Regions from separate parts of the Sus scrofa genome. Here region 1 is linked to region 2. The links are chromatin contacts, called in public HiChIP or PLAC-seq maps. All regions are on one chromosome and are shown on one strand. The core of a region is the stretch at or near the end of the contact, and the rest is flanking DNA. Distances in the headings are between cores, read along the strand shown.

What was found. HiChIP or PLAC-seq counts read pairs in DNA pulled down with a chosen protein or histone mark.
Region 1: an H3K27ac HiChIP or PLAC-seq map of alveolar macrophages shows a contact between it and region 2. The contact joins the promoter of TMEM173 here to the promoter of SPATA24 in region 2. A contact is called at or near these places in 3 of 5 promoter capture datasets (fetal liver, fetal skeletal muscle and liver), 23 of 47 Hi-C or Micro-C datasets (alveolar macrophages, blood, brain and 12 more) and 2 of 2 datasets of contacts at active chromatin or transcription factors (alveolar macrophages and skeletal muscle).

What each region holds. Positions count from the first base shown.
Region 1 is chr2:141,363,581-141,367,094 of Sscrofa11.1, reverse strand. TMEM173 (transmembrane protein 173) reads left to right here and starts at 1,532. Exons shown (of 6, transcript NM_001142838.1): 1 at 1,532-1,758; 2 at 1,881-2,064; 3 at 2,311-2,419. The coding sequence starts at 1,532.
Region 2 is chr2:141,291,696-141,295,182 of Sscrofa11.1, reverse strand. It overlaps SPATA24 (spermatogenesis associated 24), which reads left to right and starts at 1,989. Exons shown (of 6, transcript NM_001177922.1): 1 at 1,989-2,132. The coding sequence starts at 2,016.

The sequences.
Region 1 (3,514 bases), core at 283-2,782, 72 kb before region 2:
TAATGTCTGAAGCATGGTAAGCACTTTGTTGTTGTTGTTGTTGTTGTTTTTATTATTATCCACGTGATTGCCTTTTTGGCTGGATGTACCAGGTGCTCTCTGAGAAGCCACCCGCCTTGCCCCTTCCCGGGGAGAACTGAAACCCCACCCTTCTGCAGGTCTTTTGCTCCCAATGAGCTTTTCATTTTTTAAAGTTTTGGCTTTGTATTTTTATTTATTTAGTGTGTGTGTGTGTGTGTGTGTGTGTGTGTGTGTGTGTGTGTGTGTCTTTTTAGGGCCACCCCCCCAGCATATGGAGATTCCCAGGCTAGGTAGGAATCTGGAGCTGTAGATGCTGGCCTACGCCACAGCCAGCCACCTACATCACAGCTCATGGCAACACCGGATCCTTAAGCCACTGATCGAGGCCAGGGATCGAACCTGCATCCTCATGGACGCTAGTCAGACTCAGGTTCCTCCTAGCCATGTCGGAAACTCCTCCATGAGCTTTTTACTCAAAGGTTGTTGTTACAGGAAATCACGGTTCATTTCCCCACCTCCAGCCTGATTGCCCCGGCTTCAGAGAAAGAGGATCTGCTTCTGGAAATTGGAATGAAACCACTCAGGCAGGGCAGCGTGTGCGCTTGGCTGGGTGTGGGCCGTCTCCCCTGGGTGTTGGTGGAGTGTGTTTGATTGTGGGGCCTTGAGGGAGTTGGAGGGAGTTTCTGAACACCCTCGGGTCGGGGGATGGCCTGGGGCACTGCCATGGGAGACTTGGCAGCTTCCCTCACCCCAAGCTGGGCGTGGCTCCCGAGGCCTTGGGGCGCTTCCTCCCTCCTCGGAGGCGGGAAATAAGCTCCCCAGCGCCGAGCCTGGAGGGATGTGGTGAAGAAAGCTGTGATTGTTTTGAATCTTTCGTTTTCGGGTTGCAGCCTGAAAGGCCCCGTGGGGCTGGGAGCCCTTGGACAGGACCTTCTCCCCTTGCCGTCTTCCAGAAACAACCTGCGGTCTGGGAGGCAGAAGGTGAGATGGGCAGCAGCCCGGCCAGAGCTCCAAGGCAGAGGCTGCTGGGGGTGAGGCCCCCGGCGGTGCAGCGATGGGTGGCAGCTTTCCGGCTGCCCTGCCCCCACCCCTGAACTGTGGTTTTCAGATTCGCTGACTAAGGTCCTCCCTGGGGGACCTGGGGAGAGGGAGACTCCAGCCCCTGAGTGTCCGGTGGGTGGTGCGTCACAGACACCTGCGGGTCTGGGTCTGGGATCGTGGCTCACTTTCTTCTTCATTGCGCCGGCGGTCTCGGTGAGGCTTGGGTGGGGTGTTTGTGGGGGGGTGCTTGCATTTCTTTCTCCACTTGCTCTGTGTTCAACAAATCTCTATGGAGCTCTGGGATGCTATGTGCCCAGCCTGTCCCCTAGAAGTATCTCCAGGAGCAGCCTCTGGCTCTGGTTGGGTACTAGGCAAACACAGAGCTGGAGGAAGTGCCCAGCCAGGGCCTTAGTCCCGAAACGGTAGGAGAGCGAGGGAAGGACAGCTGTGGATTTCTTGGTTCCTACAGATGCCCTACTCCAGCCTGCATCCATCCATCCCACAGCCCAGGGGCCTCAGGGCTCAGGTGGCAGCCTTGGTCCTTCTAGGTGCCTGCTTGGTGGCCCTTTGGGGGCTGGGGGAGCTGCCAGAATACACGCTCCGGTGGCTGGTGCTCCACCTGGCCTCCCAGCAGATAGGACTGCTGGTGAAGGGGCTCTGCAGTCTGGCGGAGGAGCTGTGCCACGTCCACTCCAGGTGACTCCTTGTGGTACCCAACATGCTTCACTCCCTTGACTCCCCCGCCCCCCCGGCCTGTCTCGCCTTGAATCTCTCTAGCTGAGCTGGGCTGGGACCTGGGGCTTGGCTGTTGCCTGCAGGTACCAGAGCAGCTACTGGAGGGCTGCGCGGGCCTGCCTGGGCTGCCCCATCCGCTGTGGAGCCCTGCTGCTGCTGTCCTGCTACTTCTACTTCTCCATCCGAGACAAGGCTGGCCTGCCCCTCCCCTGGATGCTGGCCCTCCTGGGCCTCTCGCAGGCCCTAAACATCCTCCTGGGCCTCCAGGTATGACACAGAGGGAGGTGGTGGGGCTGGCCAAGGGGACATGTGGCTGCTGGGACCTGCTCTGGGCTCAGTCCTGAGAGCGGGACGAGTGTAGAGGTTGGTCCATGGAGGAGAGCCTGCGATGTTCTGGGTTCAGTGACGGCAGAGAAAGGAGCCAGTTGGCAGCAGGCCGGGAGAGCTTCCTGGAGGAGGAGGGCTCTGGTTGGCCTTCATGGAGGCTCCCTGGCTCCACTCTGCTTTCCACAGCACCTGGCCCCAGCTGAAGTCTCTGCAATCTGTGAAAAAAGGAACTTCAACGTGGCTCATGGACTGGCCTGGTCTTATTACATCGGGTACCTGCGGCTGATCCTCCCAGGTGGGCCATCCTCTATGCCCCATCTTCAGATTATGACAGACAACAGGCGTGGCTGTGGTTGTGGTGTAGGCCTGCAGCGGCAGCACCGATTCAACCCCTAGCCCAGGAACCTCCATATGCCGCGAGTGTGGCCCTAAAAAGCAAAAAAAAAAAAAAAAAAAAAAAAAAAAAAAGAGAGAGAGAGAGACAGACAGACAATAAGGCACCCCATCTTGTATTTCCAGGACTTACTGTATTTTTCAAAGCATTTTCCTGTCTGACAAACCATTTGATTCCCAAAGCAATCTTATAGGCGTGAAGGCTGTTATTATTAAGCCTGGTTTACAGGATGAAATAGAGGACTGAGAGCCATTAAGTGACTTGTCACAAGTCACCCATAAATTCTTTCTTTTTTTTTTTTTTTTTGGCTTTTTTGCCATTTCTAGGGCCGCTCCTGAGGCATATGGAGGTTCCCAGGCTAGGATCCAATCGGAGCGGTAGCCACCAGCCTATGCCAGAGTCACAGCAACTCAAGATCTGAGCCGTATCTGTGACCTACACCACAGCCCATGGCAACACCGGATCCTTACCCCACTGAGCAAGGCCAGGGACCGAACCCACAACCTCATGGTTCCTAGTTGGATTCGTTAACCACTGAGCCATGACCGGAACTCCTTTTTTGTTTTTTGCTTTTTTTTTTTTTTGGCTTTAACCCATGAATTCTTGCAATAAATATTTGCCATATGCTCTGGGCCCTTCATATGCATTTTCTCACTTAATTCATACCCTGTAAGGAAGCGAAAATCATTACTCCTCTCTTATTTTATTTTTTTATTAGAGTATAGTTGATTGACAATGTTATGCCAATTTCTGTTACACAGCAAAGTGACCCAGTCATACCTATGTTCTTTGTCATATTGTTTTCCATCATGGTCTGGCCCAAGAGATTGGATATAGTTCTCATTGCTTATCCCATTCTAAATGTAATGATTTGCATCTACTAACCCCGAACTCCCAGTCCATCCGACTCCCTCCCCCTCCTCCTCCCCCTTGGCAACCAAAAATCTGTTCTCCATGTCTGTGAGTCTGTTTTTTTTTTTTTTTTTTTTGTCTTTT
Region 2 (3,487 bases), core at 740-3,239:
TTAATTAATTAATTAATTAATTTATTTATTTATTTATTGTCTCTCTCTCTTTTTTTTTTTTTAGGGCCGCAGCCACTGCACATGGAGGTTCCCAGCCTAGGGGTCTAATCAGAGCTATAGCTGCCAGCCTACGCCATGGCCATAGCAATGTAGGATCTGAGCCTCATCTGCAACCTACACCACAGCTCCCAGCAACGCCGGATCCTTAACCCACTGAGCAAGACCCAGGATCGAACCTGCAACCTCATGGTTCCTAGTCGGATTTGTTTCCGCTGCACCACGAAATGGAATTCCTGCATGCTTTCTTTTAAACTCGGTTGTCATGCTCTGTGCAAGCCCAAGCAGCCCATGAAGAGGAACCCAGAACCTCAGTTTTGGGTTAAGCATCCAACTGCTGCGGCTCAGATCACTGTGGAGGCATCCTGGGCAGTGGGTTAAAGGATCCAGAGGTGCTGCAGCTGCAGCATAGGTCACAGCTGCAGCTGGGAATTCAGTCCTGGCCAGGGAACTTCCATATGCTGCTGATGTACCCATAAAAAAACAAACAAAAACTTGGACTGTGAAGTCAAACTGCCCATCAAAACCCTGTTCCAAGTCTCACTAGCTTGGGTGACCTTGGCTTGTTGAGTTATTCATTCTCATAGAAGCTGCATTTTCTCATCTGTAAAATGGAGACATTAGAAACTACTTTACAAGGTTATTATGAAAATCACATGAAATACTAGTAATAAGGCATAATGGGAGTTCCCCTCGTGGCTCAGTGGTAACAAACCAGACTAGTATCCATGAGGACATGGGTTTGATCCCTGGCCTCACTCCGTGGGTTAAGGATCCGGCGTTGCCATGAGCTGTGGTGTAGGTCACAGACGTGGTTCAGATCTGTTGCTGTAGCTGTGGTGTAGGCTGGCAGTGGTAGCTCCAATTCGACCCCTATCCTGGGAACCTCCATATGCCACAGGTGTGGCCCTAAAAAGCCGAAAAGAAAAGAAAAAGAAAAAGGGCATAATGATGTCACGAAGAGTCAATACTTAATAAATATTAGCTCTGGTTTACCCCAAGCATAATCTTATTTGTCTTTCAAAAAAAGCCCTCAGTAGGCATTGGCGGAGATGTGTGATCATCTTATCCTTCCCTGCTTCCATTTGACAAGTCTCCTGCTCGCCCACTTCAGTTCTCATCTCTTCAGGCTCTCCAGGGCCCTCCCCAGTGCCTTGACATGGCCACACATGGCCCCAGTGTGGCTGCCCGGAGCCTAGTACTGGAGTATGAGGAATCTTTTTTTTTCTTTTTAAAATGTATTTATGTATATATGTATGTATGTATATATGTATTATTTTCGGCCTTGCCAGCAGCACGCAGAAGTCCCCAGGGCCAGGGATGGAACCCATGCCACAACAGTGACAACAGTGGGTTCTTAACCTGCAGAGCCACCAGGGAACTCCAAGGAGCCTTATTCTAGGTAAAGCCACTCTCCTTTTCCATTCTTGAGCTCCACTTCTTTGCCTGGACTCAGGTCCACTAAGTGCTAAGTGTATTCCCAGGAGGAAGAGGGATCACAGGAAGCCGGAGGCTCCTACAATAAGGGGAATTAGCGATTAGAGTGGGATGATGAGACGTATGAAGCTAAAGATGCAGCGGTTGCCTTAGCTGACTCTTGCTTCGCGGACTTGCAGTTTAATGGGCCCAGGGGAAAGGCCAAGGGGCTGGTATCTGCTCCTCAGCCCTTACAGTAAGTATAGGTCGGGCCTGCCTGCTCCTCAGGCCTGTGTGAGAAACACCGTATAATACATGTTCAAATCCTCTATAAACTTCGATTACGAATGGTGTTAGTTCTCTGCCCCATGTGCCGCCTCTTAGTGAACGGCTCCTTTAAGAGGCGAGCCCTACCGCTGCTAACAAAGGAAGTCCCCGCCCCCGGTTGCCAAGGTGCTCTGTGGCGTCGCATTCTCATTGGTGGGCGACGGACGTGAGGCTGCCCGCGGCAGCCATTTCCAACGAGCTGGCGGGGGCTAAAGATGGCGACGCCCCTCGGGTGGTCGCAGGGGGGGTCAGGATCGGTGTGTCTCGCCTTCGATCAACTGCGGGACGTGATTGAGTCTCAGGAGGAACTGATCCACCAGCTGAGAAACGTGGTACGCAGCCAGGAGAGCTGGGGGAGAGGCCAGACTGGACGCCTAAATGGTGGGGACGGGGCCAGACCCTGTTCTGACGCCAGGGGCGTGCCTAGAGCACCTGCTAGTGGCGTCATCAGAAGGAGGCGGGGCCCAGTTGTGTTCTGGCTGGTAGGGGTGGAGCCAGAAAGGGGTAGTGTCTCATGAATATTTACCAGGGAATTTTAGACCTAACCAAGTTCTAGGGAGTTCCCCTCATGACCCGGTGGTTAACAACCTGACTAGTATCCATGAGGACGCGGTTAGATCCCTGGCCTCGCTCAGTGGGTTTCGGATCTGGCTTGCCGTGAGCTGTTGTGTAGATCGCAGAGGGCTGGCTGGATCCCGTGTTGCTGTGGTTGTGTTGTAGGCTGACAGCTGCAGCTCTCATTCGACCCCTTGGCTGGGAACTTCCGTATGCTCATAAAAAGCCCCCCCCCAAAAAAAGTTCTCTATTCTCATTGCCTGGTTGTACAGGGCCTGGTAGATATGCCTGTCTATTCGCTGAGCTTCGGTTTCTCCATTTCTTTATTTTTTTTAATTTTAAAATTTTTTCTTAGGGCCACACCTGCAGCATATGAAGGTTCCCAGGCTAGGGGTCGAATCGGAGCTACAGCTGCCGGCCTACACCACAGCCACAGCAACCCCAGATCTGAGCTGTGTCTGCAACCTACACCACAGCTCACAGCAGCGCCAGATCCTTAACCCACTGATCAAGGCCAGGGATCAAAACCGTGTCCTCATGGATCCTAGTTGGGTTCCTTAACCACTGAGTCACGAGGGGAGCTCCCAGTTTCCCCATTTCTAATTGGAGGGGACTTCAATGACGTCTCAAGGCCCTTATGTGCAAAGAACCTATACATCCTTCCTATTAGGGAATCCCCTCCCCGTGCTGAGTGCAGTAAGCACAGAACTGGCTCTTCACATGTTGACTTACAGGCTTCCAACCCCATTATGTACCTTTGCTTTTGCCTTATCAATCAAACCCCAGTTCTTGGGTGCAAAGCTTTGGAGCCACAGATTACCTGGACAGGCATGGTAAAGTCCTGGCCAGCTAAAGTCCATGGTTTTTCTATTTTTGTTTTTTCTCGTGATAAGAAGGCAGAGTCAGAATAAAACTGACTTCACACCTGTTTCTTGCTCTGACAGTTGTATGCAGTTCTGGGCACTGAATTAGCTGGGTACTTGGGTACCCAGGTCTTTTGGTTGGCAGCTGGCCTTTGCATATGTGTCCTCACTCTCTGGAACACTTTTCTCTTCCCTTCTTTTCTTCTGGCCCACCCATATTTAGCAGTCAGATACCAGGTGGACATCTCTTTCCCTCGAAACAGTTCTGA